Linked DNA regions of Mus musculus: region 2 is linked to region 1. A link is a contact called in public HiChIP or PLAC-seq data. All regions are on one chromosome and are shown on one strand. Each heading gives the region's core, a stretch centred on a gene start, on an enhancer-like site or on the middle of the called end of the contact. The rest is flanking DNA. Distances are from core to core; before and after follow the strand shown.

Region 1 (2,833 bases), core at 154-2,653:
GAGGCTTTGCACAAACAGCACTGCCTGAGAGTGAGCTCTCCTGCCTGGACGGTAGGATCCTCCTTTTCAGAGGTCGGATTAGCTGTGGCTTTGAAAGGTAGTGAGTGCCTCATTGATAGATGTATCCAATCCAGGAGGTAGTGGATGGTCTATACTGCAACACTGAAGGCAGCGTGCAGATCTCCATACCTAACCTGGCACTGTAGCTAACCCAACCAATCGACCCTTACCAAATGAACACAGTGACTAGAAGCCTGTGAAGTTTCCAGGTGGTATCTCTTGGTAGATTGCATCTCTGCTAGAGTCTTGGATCTCTTGGGGTGGACTGGGGTTTGTAATCTTGGATGTGGGAGGCACTGTTACAATCATTGTTCTGCTCGTTATTCTGAGCAGTTAATAAATATCAACCACAATATTGCCTGTTACCAGATCGGCAAGCACTGGTTTATTACAATTATCCACCAAGCTCACTGGTGTCTGCTCCAGGCTGAGCTTGCAGATCTGCCATTCCAGAGCTTATGGATAAAGCCCAGAGGGTCAAAGTCATCAAATGCAGACTGTCCATTTGTTCAGTGTGAAGGGGAACACTAAAATGTTGGGGGCTAACTATGAAGCCTTCCTCTGTGCCCCAATTCTCTAGCCCTACCACCGACCAGTAATATGAGCTAATTAATCACCCAGGCCTGTTTTGCTCTATATAATGAAGATAATGATGGTATGAAATGCACCGAGCTGTATGAGTATTATAGTTAATCAACAGAATTTGATTCCGGGGATACTAACTACATAATAGGAACAGAGTTCGAGTTCAAGCTAATAAGGCTTTCTGCTTTTAAATCTCAAGTTTTAGCGTCATCTTCTATAACCCACACGGGTCCAAATGACTGTTCTCTCTACTAATCTTGTCCACATTCACCCTCAACTCGTTCACTTCCTCTTTGCACGGTCCATCTTGTGGCTTTCACTCAGTCTACATGACATATGTAGACATGGGCATTTTGGGCATTAGGCCTGGACCACAGACTTTCTAGATTGGCCTCTGGTAGGCTAACAGTACTTACTGTGTAAAGTTGGAAAGGATGGAACCGGCCAGGACCACTTCAGGTAAAAGCCAGAAGCACTTTATTTAACCCCACCCAGTCTTTGGCAAGCTACAAAGAGCGGGCAGTTTTTCTAAGACTCTAGTTTTGCCTCTAGGGAAACCAACAGACATGCGACAGCAGTTGATTCTTGAGTTTCTTACATCAGCCCCTAGCTGCAAAGTGGGCGCACACTACAACTCCCAGACGTCCTCGGGTCTAAGGGGGCGGAGTCTGCTCCGCTCTAGAAAATAGGATTCACCAATGGGCGCCCAGAGCGCTGGGGGGGGGCGGGTCCATGGGCGGGTCCGCGGGGGAGGAGGCAGTCGAGCGGCGCCGGTAGTCAGTCGCGCCGAGAGCGCTGGGACAGGACGGCTGTGCGTGTAGAGGGTCTCTGCATAGCGACGCGCGCTCTCGCTGGGCCATGGGTAAGCGGCTGGCGGGCGGCGCCGGGGTCAGAGGGCTGGGGTCCCAGAGCGATCGTGGCTCTCAGGGTAACCCGAATGTCTGCGTGCTCTCTTCTCGTGGAAAGTCGGGGCGGCCAGGGGCTTCCCAGGCGTTTATCTCGAAACTCTCCTCTCCGAGTCTGGACTGAAATTCACTGAGCCGCCCACACTTCCTGCTGCGGTTTCAATCTCGAGCTGCTCTGGGCCCATTTGTTGTGACAGCTGTCAGCAGCAGCTTCTCGGCCGCGGGCCCCTCCCTGCCCCGTGCCAGCCCAGCGCTTCGCTTCTCAGAAACCGAGGCGCCCGGGCCGCGCGCAGCGCTTCCCACTGCGGCCGCGATTCCTGAAAGTGACTGCGCGGGTTTTGAAGAAATTGCTCAATGCGCTTTGAAGAATCAACGGTTCCTCTTTTCTGCCAAGGGACATGCTGATGGTTTGACGGTCACACGCTTCAGATCCCCTGCTCCTTCTCTCTTCTCTTTCCTTTTTCTTTTTGTTTCTTTTTCTTTCCAACCCCCAGCAGGAAAGACGGTTTCTTTTTACCCGCCTGATCTTCTGAGTTTCCCTCTTTTCCCTCGGGTCTCTTCAAAGGGACAGGGTGATGGCCCTGGACTGGGGGTGTTTAGTGGACCGAGGGCAGAAGCTCAGGCTGCCAGAGTGCGACGAACAAGTTTGGCTTTGCTCTTATTGCGAACTAGGGGCACAACCACACCACCGATCTGTGGCCCTTTGCACTCACTACCCAGGCGTTGCTCCCTGGCCGGGGTCACATCCCACACCTAACCCACAGGCACAGTGGGGCCAACCGTAGGCCGGGAAGGCCTCAAATTAATCCCAAATTGTGCTGCTCAGGCTGTATCCCCTAGTTTGCAGAGTCTTTCATTTCAGATGAGTGTAACAGGTGCTCCTTGCCCCGCCCCGCGGGCACTGCTGGGAATTGATGCAAATCTAAGGATCTCAGTGTCTAAAGAGGATGGATGCCTGGGCAGGGGAGGGTGAGGAATGTTAAGCTAGAGGGTCTGTCTCTACAGCAGTTAGTGTCCTAAATGACTGCTTGGCCTAGAACTTGAAGTGACAGAGGCAGAATGGCCTAGAATTATATACCCCACCCCGTCTTCTATTACAGAGAAACTGAGGCATAGAGACAGACTAAGGTCTGACAGTGAGGGAGGACCAGGCTTCAAAAACTCCTTGCTCTTTCTCTTCTTTCCTAGTGGCCTTCCGCTGCCCTCGGTGGGAAGCTGATCTGTAATGATCTAGATTGCCTCTTGGACGAGTGTAGCAGGCACCGTGCTAGGGTGAGGAGAGG
Region 2 (2,833 bases), core at 114-2,613, 720 kb after region 1:
ATTTATTATGTACACAGTGTTCTGCCTGCACTTCAGAAGAGGGCATCAGATCTCATTATAGATGTTAGCCACCATGTGGGTGCTGGAAATCGAACTCGGGACCTTTGAAAAAATAATCAGTGCTCTCAACCTCTGAGCCATCTCTCCAGCCCTTATAGAATCTTTTACTTATAGATTTTCATAAGCACATTTTTGTGTGAGTGTGATTGCTTGAAGAATGGCAGGTTTGCATTTTGAGCCATCTGTATGCTTGTAAGGCAAGACTAAATAAGCATTAGGTAGAGTGCAGTACCGAATCCCTATAGGAGTACTACCTGTAGATTTGCAAAAACCACAGCTCTCAGCTTAGAGGGTATAAGCAAGCCTGTTCTGGAGCCATTTTGAATAGCTGTGGCCCTGTACAACACAGATTTAGTTTACCCCAAACTCCATGTTCCAACGTGGAAGCAGTTTCATGAACTTTTCATAGAACAAAGAAAGTCACAAATCATGATAAATTTAAAGTACCTTGGAGGGCACACCAGAGAAGCAGGCACGGTGAGAGTGGGGAAAGCTTTTCAAGATGCTGTGGGACATTCTTAGCCTTTGGATTGGTGGAGGCTAGTTGTCCGTCTATCTTTTAGTCACAAGAGGTTAGTTTGGTCACAGAAGTGGGCAAGGAATGGCTCTCCAAGAGGGGTTAGAACTGGCCCAAGATAAGGCAATTAGCCTTCAGAACAGCAACATTCTAACCTCTCTGCAGAACTGAAATTCTAATCAGTCAAAATCAGTCTCTGCGGACACAGCTTCCCTCCCCCCTCCTCTCCAGGAGGTTTTATTCACAATCTTTTTTTTTTTTTTTTTTTTTTTTTTTTTTTGATCCTGGCAGCTCTTGTGTCCAAAGTTACAATCTGGCAAAACTGTGAACGCTCATCTGACCACCCCTTCTAGCTGAGCACCTGTAACGAACCGCTCCAACTCTAGGTTTCCTTCCCTTAAAGACGCAATGAAGAAAGGATCTCTTTATAATACCGAGGGAGAAATCAAAACAAAAGGCGCGGGCTGCGGTAATCTGCCGGAAGTAAATCGAGAGAACAGGCTTCCTTCAGCGGGCAGTCGTCTGCTTTTCTGCCCATCTGAATATTTGTTAACCTAATCTCTAATATTTGCCGCTGTCAACTTTCCCAGGGTCAGGCGCAGAGGACGAGCCTTAGGCTGCTCTCTTTCCGGGTGGACCAAATTGGTTTTGCAACACCAACATCCAGTTTCTTCGCAGTCCCCATCATCTCTTTACTCCCTCTGAGGGGCTCATTGGTGGGCGGGGCCGGATCCCGAGCCACGCTGTGATTGGCGGTGTCTTAGCAACTGCAGCGATGTGGTTGTCAACAGAAACTGGACTCCCGCAACTCTGTGCCCGAGGCGGGGACCCTTCGCCAGCATCAGGGGGAGTCACAGCCTTGTCCAGCAGTGGGATGCTGGCCGCGCCCACCTCCTGCTCTGGTTAGTGAGGCCCTGGAGGGTGGGAGGGTCGCTGACGCACGCAAGCCGCCTGGCCTCGCAACTGACAGATTACTTACTAAGTGGGGGATACCATCCTTCTAGACCAGATCTTCCAGGTTTCCAACTGGTTGTGTGAGGGAAAAAACAAGTTTGTAATTTCCGAGCTGGACCTCGCTTCTGCTGGGAAAGGGCAGTGGCCAGGCCGCACCCACTTGAGAGCTGGATTTCAGAGTCAAAGTCGCAGACGTGTGCGAGCCCTTCTTACCCAGGGCTCTCCCCCCACCCCCACTCTTTGCAGAAGCTCAGCTCCCTAATGCTTGTCTATCCAGAGGCCAAAGTTAGTCAGAGGACATAGCATACTGATCAGTATATTAGAAACTCATTTCTGAGAAGCAATGATCAAAACTTAACAATCCAAACTCAAAGCGATCTTCTTGAGTGAAAGGTTTGAGTCTGGAGAAAGCCTCTGCTTGCCTCTTGGTTTTTGGGGGCATTCACATCACTTTCACTTTCTAATATGGACTTTTAACCTCATGTAGTTGTTCTTCTAATCTTCTCAGAAGTTCTCCATTTCTTTTCTTCTCGGCGATGACCTAACAGCCCCACCCCCACCCCACGAGCCCAGTTTTCAATTCTTGGTCCTGTTCTCAACAGTGTGTCCCACAGACCATTTCAATCCCTTAACCCTGCCCACGTTTATCTGAGGCGATGCTCTTAGCCTAGCTTTGCCTTTTAAGGATAGAAAGAATAAGACTGTTAAGAATTGTAACAGGATACATCAGGGAACTTCATCCCAGCTTCCTTTCTTCCCAGAAGAATCAGAGTTCAGAACTCCCACAACATACCTCCCCATCTCCTACCCCTCCATACTACTCCCTCCCTCCCTCCCCCATGCACAGATTTCTTTTTTTAGAAACTAGCAAGGATGAAGATTGGAGGTGTTGATCATACGTTTACCAAGGATCCAAATTGAATTAATAGAGTCTAAGTTAGACTCTGGTCCAGGGCTTGTAAGAACAGTGACTGGATTGTTCTTGGCTTCTCACTATGGGCAGGTGCATAGCAGCCGACAAAGAAGGGCTCTTAGCGTGATCCCAGTCCTCCTGCCTCAGTTTCCTAAGTGTTGGGATGAAAGGTCTTATCCATCTTAATCTTCCTGCTGTCCTGGGAGCTTTGCCTGTCCCTGGCACTCAATGGCTCGATGGACAACTCCAAGTTTTTAGGACTGCGGACAACCAGAGGTGGTGGTATATATACTTGTAATCCCAGCACTCAGGAGGCTGCAGCAAAGAATGCCACAAGGTCAAGCCTGGTCTGAGCTATGTAGTCAGACTCTGTCTCAAAATACCAAAAC

What was found. HiChIP or PLAC-seq counts read pairs in DNA pulled down with a chosen protein or histone mark.
Region 2: a FOXA1 HiChIP or PLAC-seq map of pancreatic cancer cells shows a contact between it and region 1. The contact joins the promoter of Vwa3b here to the promoter of Arid5a in region 1. A contact is called at or near these places in 1 of 484 Hi-C or Micro-C datasets (CD8 T cells) and 2 of 115 datasets of contacts at active chromatin or transcription factors (memory CD8 T cells and pancreatic cancer cells).

What each region holds. Positions count from the first base shown.
Region 1 is chr1:36,306,330-36,309,162 of GRCm38.p6, forward strand. It overlaps Arid5a (AT rich interactive domain 5A (MRF1-like)), which reads left to right and starts at 1,404. Exons shown (of 7, transcript NM_001172205.1): 1 at 1,404-1,507. The coding sequence starts at 1,504.
Region 2 is chr1:37,027,950-37,030,782 of GRCm38.p6, forward strand. It overlaps Vwa3b (von Willebrand factor A domain containing 3B), which reads left to right and starts at 1,364. Exons shown (of 28, transcript NM_001370828.1): 1 at 1,364-1,479.